Linked DNA regions of Mus musculus: region 1 is linked to region 2. Evidence: chromatin contacts called from public promoter capture Hi-C data. All regions are on one chromosome and are shown on one strand. Each heading gives the region's core, a stretch centred on a gene start, on an enhancer-like site or on the middle of the called end of the contact. The rest is flanking DNA. Distances are from core to core; before and after follow the strand shown.

What was found. Capture Hi-C pulls out chosen DNA fragments and counts their contacts.
Region 1: a promoter capture Hi-C map of pancreatic islet shows a contact between it and region 2. The contact joins two enhancer-like sites. A contact is called at or near these places in 1 of 115 datasets of contacts at active chromatin or transcription factors (bone marrow-derived macrophages) and 3 of 9 other capture datasets (adipose tissue, liver and pancreatic islet).

Annotation. Positions count from the first base shown.
Region 1 is chr8:46,214,074-46,220,140 of GRCm38.p6, reverse strand. No RefSeq gene overlaps it. Among named protein-coding and RNA genes, the nearest start is that of Slc25a4, 6.0 kb to the right of the region's middle. Within about 2 kb of position 3,055, at least 150 of the 459 cell types and tissues checked have an H3K27ac peak or open chromatin away from gene starts, as enhancers often do. A contact at or near this core is called in pancreatic islet, where this site is marked.
Region 2 is chr8:46,090,245-46,096,763 of GRCm38.p6, reverse strand. The region is part of intron 5 of Snx25 (sorting nexin 25); the gene reads left to right. Among named protein-coding and RNA genes, the nearest start is that of Snx25, 59 kb to the left of the region's middle. Within about 2 kb of position 2,298, at least 10 of the 459 cell types and tissues checked have an H3K27ac peak or open chromatin away from gene starts, as enhancers often do. A contact at or near this core is called in pancreatic islet, where this site is marked.

The sequences.
Region 1 (6,067 bases), core at 1,806-4,305, 120 kb before region 2:
AAAAAAACCTCTGATATTGTGTGTTAAGCATTTGTTTATAATAACAGGAATATAATGTTTTACATGAAACACTAAACAGTGGAGGAACCAGTTCAAAATGTACTTGGAAAATCAGTCAAGTGAGATCTAGGTGGCTTCTCTCACAGGGCTGCAGGTCTGCAAAGCCAGGAGCTGTTAGCTGGAAAGGTGCTATTGTAAGATCAACCATGCATAAATTCTAGATATACTTGTCTTGGATAAAGCAAGGAGGGGTCCTGAGATCCGTGAGAAAAAGGAAGCTGTATGCCCATCTTGAGGAAGTGCAAGGTCTACCAGTATTAGGGTGAGTTGGCATCTAGGGCTGGATGGCGTCCATGCTACCTTGTCTCAAGCAACCCATGCCAGCCTGACTCAGTTTCCACAGAAGGCCTCCTGAGAGCAGTTTCTTTCGTGACCGTTCTTAGGATTCAGGGTCTCCCCTGCCTCTCCCTTGTCCCAGCTAATAATTATGAATTCTCTTAACAGGATCTTTCTTTCTCTCTCTTTTTTTTCATAAACATTTTTTAAGACATTGAGAATAGAAGTTTTGGAAGCTGGAGAGATGGTTTAGCATTTAAGAGCATATAGCCAGGCAGTGGTGGTACACACTTTTAATTCCAGACTTCAGGAGGCAGAAGCAGATGGCTCTCTGAGTCCAAGGCCAGCCTCATCTAGAAAGTGAGTTCTAGGACATTCAGGACTACACAGAAAACCCTGCCTCAAAAAACAAGCAAGCAAGCAAGCAAGCAAAGAAACAAACAAAAGAAAGCAAAGAAGAGAAAAGAAAAGCACATATACTGCTCTTCCAAGAGGATCAAAGTGTGTTTCACAGCACCAATGTCAGGAAGCTTACATCTATTCATAACTACAACTCCAGGAGATCTGACATCATCTTCTGGCCTCCAAGGGCAACTGCACTCAGATATGCACATACTGAAATGTGACACACACACACACACACACACACACACACACACACACACACACACCATACACAATTGAAAGCTAAAGCCATTACTACTGAGGGGATCATAGAGATAATTCAGTGGTTAGGGGAGTTTGCTGCTCTTTCAGAGGATCTGGATTTGGTTTCTAGCATCCACAGTGAGTGGTTCACAACCTCCTATAATTCCAGTTCCAGGAGATCTGATATCCTGTTCTGGTCTTGAAACACACACACACACACACAGAGAGAGAGAGAGAGAGAGAGAGAGAGAGAGAGAGAGAGAGAGAGAGAGAGAGAGATAGTTTGTATATGTTTGGGCCAGGGAGTGACACTATTAGGAAGTGTAGCCTTGTTGGAGTAGGTGTGTCACTGAGGGCATGGGCTTTAATACTCTTGTCCTAGCTGTCTGGAAGTCAGTCTTTTTCTAGCAGCCTTCAGATGAAGATGTAGAACTCTCAGCAGCTCCTGCACCATACCTACATGGATGCTGCCATGTTCCATCTTGATGAAGATGGACTGAACCTCCAAATCTGTAAGCCAGCCCCAAATTAAATGTTGTCCTTATGAGAGTTGCCTTGGTCATGTAGTCTGTTCACAGTAGTAAAACCCTAACTAAGACACACACACACACACACACACACACACACACACACACACACACGGCATATACACACAGAGACACATAGATTAAAATAAATCAAAAACACAAGTTGTTGCTGTATCACAGTGAAGACCATCCCAAAACACAACCACAACTTCTATGTGGATTCATGTCCCGTCCCCTGGCTCAGCCTTTCAGGCAGTATGGCTGGTGCATCCCTCCTATGGCTTCCTTCCCAGGCAGTGACAACCTTCTGAATTCTGCATCATCAGTGCCCTGCAGAGCATTTGGGGACCAGAAGCAACAGTCAATAATGCTGATAGGAAGGTGAAAAGGGGGACCTGATTTGTGCCATTTTAATTCTGATGGAGAAAAGCAAAAGAGAAATGACTACAGGAGGAGGTAGAGAGTGAACCATTTCTACAGCTATAAGGGAGGAAAAAGGCAGGGGGTGGTGAGATGGCTCAGCTGTTAAAAGTAGTTACTGCTCTTCCAGAGGACCTGAGTTCAATTCCCAGCAATTCCATCAGGCAGCTTATACTACCTGTAGCTCTAGTTGCTGCACACATTTGGTACCCATCACCTCTTGCTGCCAAACACACAAAAACAAAAATTAAAAATAAACATGAAAAAAGATGCTTACTGTAGTTTCAATGGAAGCATTTTGGTTGATTCTATTTTCTAAGTCCTGTATTGTCATGGGGGGCATGTCTTCTAATAGGGACTTTACCTATAGACAATTATAGAAAACTCTCATTATGTTTTATGATGCATATTGTAGCTTGAAATCATGAAGCTACTCTCAGCAAGAATCATGGGAAGGTGTTTATTCTCTTGTTGTGTCTAGAGCAGTGTGGCATGTGACTGTGTCTAGTACCTAGCATTGGTCTGCACTCAACAACTCACACATAGTCCTATACAGTCAAAGCATATTTTGGGTGTTGAAGAACCTAGTCAGTAAAAGTGCTTGCCTTGCAATTGTGGCCCGAGTTTGACTCCCAGATGTGTGTTTAAAAAAGAAAAAAGAAAAAAAAGAAAAGGCAGGTAGGCATGGAAAACCTGGACACCAAGAGACCCTTACAAAAGAGAAAAAAAAGGTAGGTGCACCCGAGGAACGAACGTCACCCAAGTTGTCCTCTGTGCACATGCACGAATGCATAAATGCATAAATAAACAAACAAACAAATAAATCTAATTTGCTTTATGCCAAATTGAGCGCGTAGGAAGTTCTGTGCAGCTGGAAAGTCACAGTGGCTCACAGGTATTGTGCTAGCAATTGGCTTTTCTTTATTTGGTGGATCTTTGCTGTTCTCAGTTCCCAAAGACAGCTCAATACTTGATTGTCTTTTCTACAGAGCTTGCTGCCGCTGCCCGACCTCCAGGACATCATGAGCATTAGAGAGCAGGGCCCCTGTCATATCTGGATGCTTTGTCCTGTTCTTAGGCTGGCAGAGGGCCACGGAGCACCGGGGCAGGCTGGGAGGGAGACACGTGTTCTGCCTCGCTCCATTCTCTCGCTGCTCTGTGTAAGCGATACCCGAGTCTTGTGATTCCAGGCTGCCCCTGCTCCGGAGGGCATCTGAGGCCTCTCTTTCCTGAGAAAATCCACATGGACAAGCTTGACACGGCTGGGCTTCCGTGGAAAGCCTCTTGATTCCAGCTATGCTCCTCCTACTACATGGGGTGGGGTGGGGTGGGAGCGGAGGGAGGAGAAACGTGCTCCTACTCAGAAAATAGCAAAAATTCTGATGAATGCAACGAAGATGACATGCTTCCTGAATTTACAATTAATTAATTAATTGATTAATTAAGGGGCTTATTTATATTCAGTTTAAATGTCCGTTAAATTTTTCCTAGTACTGTTTTAGTCCTAGAACAGCTTAATAGCAAAAAGTCCAGACATATCAGCTTTTTTAAATCTCTTGTTTGTAGTTCCCCCCAAAGAGCAACAAGAAGGAAATAAACCATAATTATAGATATTTCATTAATTTTAAGCCATTGCATAACTTAGTGTATGGCAAACTAGAATTAGTCTCTAATGACAAATAATAGGGGAAGGAGATACCTACTTAATAATTAATGTTGGACGCTGCAGAGATGGCTCAGCAGTTAGAAGCCTGGCTGCTCTTCCAGAGGACTCAGGTTCTGTTCCTAACACCGGTGTGGCAGCTCACAACTAGCTCCAGTTCCAGGGAGGTTCTGACACCCTTTTCTGGTTTCTTTGGGAACTGCATGCATGTGGTGCACAGAGATCCACCGATATATGTAAAAAATCAATATATCTTTTTTTAAAAATGATGCTGGGATATCCAAAATGCTATAGAGAACAGTGAAATTGGATCCATATATCCTTAGCATAATGCTTTTTCATTGTTTTTTAACTTACTATGAAGCTCTGACTAGCTTGGAATTTGCTATGTAGACCAGGCTGGCCTTTTAAACTTACAGAGAGACACACCTGCCTTTGCCTTCCAAATGCTGGCATTAAAGGTATGTGCCAGCAGGTATAAACATGTGTTAGATGTATTAACAATAACTGAAAATGTTTTTTTCCAGAGTAGAAGAAAATAGACTAATATACCTATGAGGAGTCAATAATCTGTTTACAGAAAAATTATTTTAGGGCTGGAGAGATGGCTCAGCAGTGAAGAGCACTGACTGCTCTTCCAAAGGTCTCGAGTTCAATTCCCAGCAACCACATGGCGGCTCACAGCCATCTGTAATGGAATCCAATGCCCTCTTCTGGTGTGTCTGAAGACAATGACAGTGTACTCATATACATAAAATAAATAAATCTTTTAAAAAGTTTTTTAAAAAGGAAAAAATATTTTATGCTAATATGCATAGTATAAATTTGTTTATAGCTACATAAAATAATACTAATAGAACAACATGATAGAACAAAAATTAAATAAGAAACAAAATTTAAAATTACTCAACATATTTATTGTCTCAAGTATATAGTTGTTAATATAAATGCTTTTGTGCCAGTGTTCAAGGAAGACTAAAAGTTTGCGCGCGCGCGCACGCACGCGCGCACACACACACACACACACACACACACACACGTATATAAATAAATAAAAGAAAGAAAAGAAAATCTGCCAAGTTAAAATGCATTCTATAGCATACACATAACTTCATCACAAACTCATGAAATGCCACAAGCGACTAAAAGATGTTCTTTCTAGGGCAGTGTTGGAGTAGGATCTATGATGAGCAAGACCACATTGTATTATTGGTGGTTCTGATTTCTCAAGAGTTATTTATTTTGTTTAGTTAGGGGAATGTGTGAGAGCTGGTAGTGGTGGTAATAGTGGTAGTGATGGATCAGAGGATAACTTTCAGGCATCAGACCTCTCCCTCTACCACACTGGGCCTGAGGATCAAGCTCCGATCATCGGGTTTAGCAGCTAGCACCTTGATCTGCTGATCCATCTAAGTGGCCCAAGAATAATTGTTGAATTTATTCAAGAGCTACGAAACCTTTAAAATACTCAATGTATCCATTCTATTTTGGGATCCTATTAGAAGGAAACAAAGTAAACGAAGGTTTTGCAAGAGTGTTTAAGTAGCAACATTGTTTTTTCATCGATAAAAATAAGCAACATCTCTATTGAACTCAGAGACATCTAGCTGGTGCCTAACTAGAGATTTCATCCCTGCAGAAATCGTGTTCATGCTACTAGAAAAGTCCTCTTGCACACTACCAAAGGCAAGCACCAACCCTGCTCCAAAACCTTTGATCTACAATGGTGACCTGCCTGCAAGATACACTAGTGCTTGTGGCGCAAAACTTGGGGGAGCAATTAGCCAATATTTGATGTAAGGCCCACTCCATGAGATGGGATCATACCCAATGCTACTTGGGTGACCAAGAACTGGAGACTTAATGGCCTAGGAGAAAATGACTCCTAATGACATTCTGCTGTAATCATAGACCTGGACTTTATTCAGCCATCCACCACCAGAGATGCTTCCCCCTACAGTGGATGGGGGAAAAATTCAGAGGCCCAAGCCAAAAATAAGCACAGTGAGCAAACTTGGAACACTCAGCCCAAAGTGGAATGTCTCCATCAAATCCCTCCCCTCGGGCTCAGGAAATTCTTTGAAAGAGGAGGCAAAAAGAATGTAGGAGCTAGATGGGATGGAGGGCACCAAGAAAAAAAGGAGGCTCCTCTAAATTAACATGACCAATGCACATATGAACTCTCTGAGAACAAAAGCAAGCACAGGGCCTGAGTGGGTCTGCACTGGGTGGGGCCCAAGAGCTGAAAGGAGATGTTAGCACACACTACCTACCATCCCTTAAACATTTGCGAATGAAAATTTAGTTTTCTCTAGGGGCAACAAATCACTCTTAAGAGCAGGCTCAGCGGGAGATGGCCAACAGAGCAGAAACTCAATGGAATCTTTGGAAATCAATGTTAGTTTTCTCTAAGGGAGTCTCACCAGGGAGCAAATCATTCTTAAGAGTAGGCTCAGCAGGAGATAGCCAACAG
Region 2 (6,519 bases), core at 1,049-3,548:
AAACAGTGCTAAGAGGAAAGTTCATAGTACTGAGTGCTGTCATAAAGAAATTGGAGAGTTTCATACTAATGAATTAAAGGTACATCTGAAGGTGCTAAAAAAGGAAAAAAGAAAGCAAACACAGAAGGAGTAGACTGTAAGAAATAATGAAACTGGGGGCTGAAATGAATCAGTTAGAAACAAAGAGGACAATACAAAGAATCAGCAAAATCAAGAGCTGGTTCTTTGAGAAAAGCAACAAGATAGACAAAGCCTTAGGGAAACTAACTGAAAGGCAGAAAGATCACACCCAAATTAACAAAAATCAGAAATTAGAAGGGAGACATAACAATGGACACCAAGGAAATTTAAGGAATCACTGGGTCTTACTTCAAAAGCCTGTATTCTACAAAATTGGAAATTTTAAATGAGATGTTTGGTTCCTAGACAGATACCAATTGCCAAAGCTAAATCACAATTAGGTAAACTATCTGAATAGACATGTAACCCCTAAGGAAATAAAAGCAGTCATTAAAAGTCTCCCAACACCCCCCCCCCCCAAATATCCCTGGGCCAGATGGTTTTAGTGGAGAATTCTACCAGACCTTAAAAGAGCAAATGCTAGTACTCCTCAAATTATTCTACAAAACAGAAACAGAAGGAATACTGCCAAACCCATTCTATGAGGCCACAGTCACCATGATACCTTAACTACAGAGATTCATCAAAGAAAGAGAATTTCAGGGGGCTGGAGAGGCTGCTCTTCCAGAGTTCAATTCCCAGCAACCACATGGTGGCTCACAATCATCTGTAATGGGATCCAATGTCCTCTTCTGGTGTGTCTGAAGACAGCTACAGTGTACTGTCTTAATAAATAAAAATATCTTGAGAGAGAGAATCAGATCTTAAAAAAAGAATTTCAGACCAACTTCCTTTATGAACATTGATGCAGAAATAATAAAATACTTGCAAACAGAATCCAAGAAGACATCGTCCACCATGAATAAATAGACTGCATTCCAGGGATGAAGGGGTAGTTCAGCATACAAAAGAATCCATCAACGTAATCTACCACATAAACAAATTGAGAGGAAAAAACCCCACATGATCATCTCACGAGATGCTGAAAAAGTGTTTGATAAAATCCAACAGGCCTTCACATTAAAAGTGTTGGACAGAGCAGGGATACAAAGAAATTTCAGTACAGTCAGGGACAAGAGAAGGATGTCCACTCTCCCCATATCTATTCAGTGTAGTACTTGAAGTCCTATCTAGAACAGTAAGACAACTAAAGTGATCAAGGGGATACAAACTGGAAAGGAGGAAGTCAAAGTGTTGCTATTGGCAGATGATATGACAGTATACATAAGTGACCTCCAAAAGTCTACCACAGATGATAACCTTGGGGGCAGATAATAGTGGTACACAAAGGGCTAGGGAAAGGTTCCGTGAGTGAGATGCTTAGTCTTCACATGTGGGAATCACAGGTTGCACCTGGGTGGCCATGGCAGCTGAGCTGAAGTCTCCAGTGGCAGCATGCAGAGAGCAGAGGCTGGGAATTGTTAAGCAAGCAGGACGGTCAGGTTAGCCACAATGACGAGCCTTGGGGTTAGGGAGAGACCCCACCTCAGTGTATAACATGGGGAGCAATTGAGAAAAACCCTGACATTAACCTCGGGCCTCCACTTGAAGACATGTACATGTATGCTCCCATATGTATGAACATGTATATAGATGAACATATACCTAACATACTCACATTAAAGATATATGCATGAAAATGTCACAGAGAAAACTATTTTGAATAATAATCAAAAATTAATTTAAAATTGTTTTGTTTTGTATTCTTTTTTTCTCTCTTTTCAATTTTTTTTTTTTTTTTTTTTTTGGTTTTTCGAGACAGGGTTTCTCTGTGTAGCCCTGGCTGTCCTGGAATCTTTTCAATTTTTATTAGATATTTTCTTCATTTACATTTCAAATGCTATTCTGAAAGTCCCCTATACCCTCTCCCCACCCTGCTCCCCTACCCACCCACTCCCAGTTTGTATATTTTTTTTTCTTGAAGACTGGTATATCCACTGTGGGGGCATGGGAATCCAGAATAGTTTCTAGTCTCTTCAGCAAGCTTGGCAAAGAATGATGGGAGAAAACACCGTTGCAGGCATTTTTCTTAATGATAGTTGTTTGCATCAAGAGTTACCTTTAGAACATCTGTGAAAATACCCAGTATCCCAAGGCACCTTCTGGCACCATGACGTAGCTGTCTGGGCTTTGTTGCACAGAGCTGACAGGCATATCTCAGACAGGACTGATTTCAGTCAGTCCTGTCTGAGATATGCCAGGGTAGCTTCTATCTATGAGGAATTAAGCTTATCTTAGGAACAGAGCAGTGAGTAACCTCTATTCTCTGCGTCTTGTACAACTGATCTGCAAAGACCCCCGGATGACTGTCAGAGCAGTGACCTCTCCCTTTGCTTCAAGATGTGCATAATGTTATACACATAATCTTCCTACTTGGTTAATTACCATTTGATGTAACAGTTAAGGAACCGGTCTGCTCACTGTTGCCGGCTGTCCTAATCGCTGTTGATAAGATGCTTGTCTAGTTGCCAGTGCTGGGACTTACTGACCGGCAAACCCTAATGGAGCTGCTCTCTTTGATCATAATTGCAACTCTTCAGCTATCTTTCTGGTACATTAGAGCTCTCTGCTGTCTGACTTTATTAGTGTTTAGGCCACTGTATAAAAACTACTCTCATGCAGACTAAAGAACCCTGCCGCAGGCAGGGAGTGCACTCTATTTAGGCTCAGTAGCTGATGAAATCGTTTAGTTTTATATATCACATATCTGGGAAATGATGCATATTTTCTAAAGGAAATAAAGTCATTTGATTCTTTTAGGCTGAATGCATTTAAAAGATGAAATAAACCCTTTGAGAATGGTATTTATAGCTTGAGGATTATTTGGTTATTTTCTGTGTCAGTATATGATGCTTTCAGGGTGTTATTAGGATATTCTTATGAAGTTATTAGAGCTAGAAACACTTCTTTCCAGTGCTCTGAACTAGTAACTTCTAGCGCTGGCTGTCTCCCAGGCCCGTGTGAGCTTTACTAACCCTCTGTCCTTAGAGCTGCTTCCTTTCCATGTCCTTGAGTCCTTGAGGGTCCAGGAATCTGAAGCGCTGATGCTGTGGTCAGACTGGGCTGAGACTGTGAACTCTTCGTAGTTTTCTACAAGTGATGATCAGTTCTGCGAACTATAGGAACCAAGTTTGTGAACAGCATCTCAGCCGCAGGATACGAGGAAACAAATGCATTGGTTTCCCACTGCTGCTGTCAGGGGTGAGATGCCAGAGTCCAGGAACCAAACTAGAGCTCAGAATAATGCACGTGTAGTCATTAGCGAACCTCAACAATCAGGACCATACCAGGGAAGCAACTGAATCGTCCTGTATTTTGAAGATAAACTGGAATCCAAGTATACGTAAGGGAGAAGTGAGAGGCTCTGCCCTTAAAGAACCTTCAGCAAAGGAAAGGGCAGATTGTGCACCTGGGCAGCACCCAGTGCTCTCTGCATTGGTAATTCTCCAGGGAATTTGTAGAATGTGCTCTAATGAAATGTTTGTTCCTCAACAGAAGAGTGCAGATACCCAGGCTTTATGCCAGGAATTTGTGTAATTGGTTTGACTCTTGTCACTGGGACAGAGCAATACCCGAAATAAGCAATGTAAAGGAGGAAAGCTTTGTTTTGCTCCTGTTTTAGTCAGTGGTCCTTTGGCTTTGTTGCTTCCAGCCATGCCTGATGCAGCAGAGCATCTGGCCCAGAGTGTGTGGCAGAGCAAAGCTGATTTCATGGCAGACAGCAAACAGTGAGCAGAGGGCAGGGACACGATCTGCTCTTCAGCAACATGACCCTGGTGACCTACTTCTCCAACCAAGTCCCATCTCCTAGTGACTCACCGCTACATTAGCCCATTGGTGATGCTCCACAGCACCATCATCTGGAGACCAAGCCACATGAGTCTTATTGGCTATTTCCCATTTAACCCATAACGGAGAGGAATGGGACATGAGTATTTTAGAAAGCTCCCCAGTGACCACAACTCATATTGATAATCTCTTTTTACATAGCATATTTTCCCACATGCTGCCAAATATGAAGTTTTGGCTAGATGTCATAGTATGTGACTCAGTGTACTCCAACTCTTTGAAAACAGTTTGGGTATGTGACAGCTCTGTCAAGGTGCATATTTGTCTTAGTTAGGGCCATTGCTGCGGTGATGAAGCACCATGACCAAAGCAACTTGGGGAGGAAAGGGTTTACTTGGCTTGTACTTCCACATCACAATTTGTCATGAATGGAAGTCAGGACAGGAACTCAAGCAGAGCAGGAACCTGGAGGCAGGAGCCGATGCAGAGGTCATGGAGGGGTACTGGTTACTGGCTTGCTCAGCCTGTTTTATAAAATTAATTAATTAACATCCCAAATGCTGCTCCCCCTCCCAGCCCCTCCCTCACAGAGTTACCTCCCCCTCCCCTTCTCCTCTGAGAGGGGCCCTGGGTGTCCCCAACCCTGGCACATCAAGTCTCTGCCACATTAGGTGCCTCCTTTCCTACTGAAGCCAGACAAGGCAGCCATGAAGACTGAGCTGCCTGGCTGTTACATAGGTTCCCTGGGGCCATGTTCCAGCTCATGTTCTTTGGTTGGTACCTCAGACTCTGAGAGCTCCCAAGGGTCCAGATTTGTTGTCTGTGCTGGTCTTCTTAGGGTTCCCATTCCCTTCAGGGCCTTTATTCCTTCCTCCAACTCTTCCATGGGTGTCTCCCACCTCTGTCTAGTGTTTGGCTGTGGGTAACTGCATCTGTTTCAGTCCACTGCCGGGTAGAGCCTCTCAGAGGACAGTTATGCTAGGCTCCTTTCTGCAAGCATACCAGAGTATCATTACTAGTGTCAGGGATTGGTGCTTGCTCATAGGATGAGCTTCAAGTTGGGCCAGTTATTGGTTGATCCTTCCTTCCTTTTCTTTTCCATCTTTGTCTCTGCATTTCTTTTACAGAGGACAAATTCTGGTTTGAAATTTTTATGCGTGTGTTGGTGTTCTATCTTTCCTGGGGGTCCTGCCGCTCATCTGGTTTTTTTATAGAACTCAGGACCACTCCCAGGGATGATACCACCCGAAATGAGCAAGGCCCTCCCTCATCAGCCATTAATTAAGAAAAATGCCCTGCAGGCTTGCCTACAGCCTGATCTTAATGGAGGCATGTTTCTCAATTGAGGCTCCCTCCTCTCTGATGACTCTGGCTTGTGTCAATTTGACAGAAAACCAGTCAGAACAATATTGTCTGGACATGTCTTCTTTTTATCATATTTATTGTGATGGAACACACTGAGAGTTACTAGTTTAACAACACGAATAAGTTATTACTAGGTAGGATTAGATTCAACTTGAAATCCAAGAAACCCAACCAAATGATGATGACTTTCAAAGTATAGTGTTGCTTTCCAGCTTTATGGTACACTTGACAGATAACATTTCTGAATGTGAAGGTATACAGTGTAATTAATTAGCATGCTAAGTTATGAAGTGAGTGTCACCACAAGCTCACTAACATCCATCCCTTCACATTGTTACCATGGGTATTTTTTTGTGTGTGTCAAGAACTCAGAGTTGAGTCTGTAATACAGTGTTAATGTCACATGTTGTACCTTAGCACTCCACAACTTGCTTACCTAATATAACTGGGTTCTTGCATGATTTGACTGCACCCAGTTCTCCTGCATCCTCATCCCTAAGAGGCACTGTTTTCACCTCTGCTTTTGTGAGTATGGTGTATGTGTGCACATGTACACACAAATGCATGTGTGTTATGGAGGCCAGAGCTTAACTTGGGTGTCTTCTTCTTACCCGAGACAGGGTCTCCCATTGTCTTAATTAAGAGACACAATGACAAAGGCAAGTCTCAAAAGAGAACATTTAATTGGGTCTGGCTTACAGTTTCAGAGGTTCAGTCTATTATCATCATGGTGGGAAGCTTGGGAGCATCCAGGCAGACATGGTGCTGGAGAAGGAGCTGAAAATTCTACATCTTTATCTTCAGACAGCAAGGAGGAGATTATATCTGTATGTCGCTTGAGCACTGGAGACCTCAAAGCTCTCCCCCACAATGACACATTTTCTCCAACAAGACTACACCTATTCCAACAAGGCCACAACTCCTAATAATGCTACTCCCTGTGGGCCAAGCATTCAGACACACATGGGGGCCATACCTATGCTAACTAGCACAGTTACTGGACCTGAAGCTTAGCAGTTGGCTTGCAAAACAGACATTTTACCCACGGAGCCATCTTCTAGCCCGACTTTGACTTTACTGTTTCACTTCATAAGGCAGGTCATGCAGTGTTTGTGTTTGCTGTATTTCATTTTAGCACAGTGTCTTCTAAGTTTATCTGTTGTCACCAAGGGCAGTATCTACTTCTTAAAAGTTAAATTGTCTAAGAGGCATTTGGGAATGCTATAGGGCTCCACCTGCCATGGC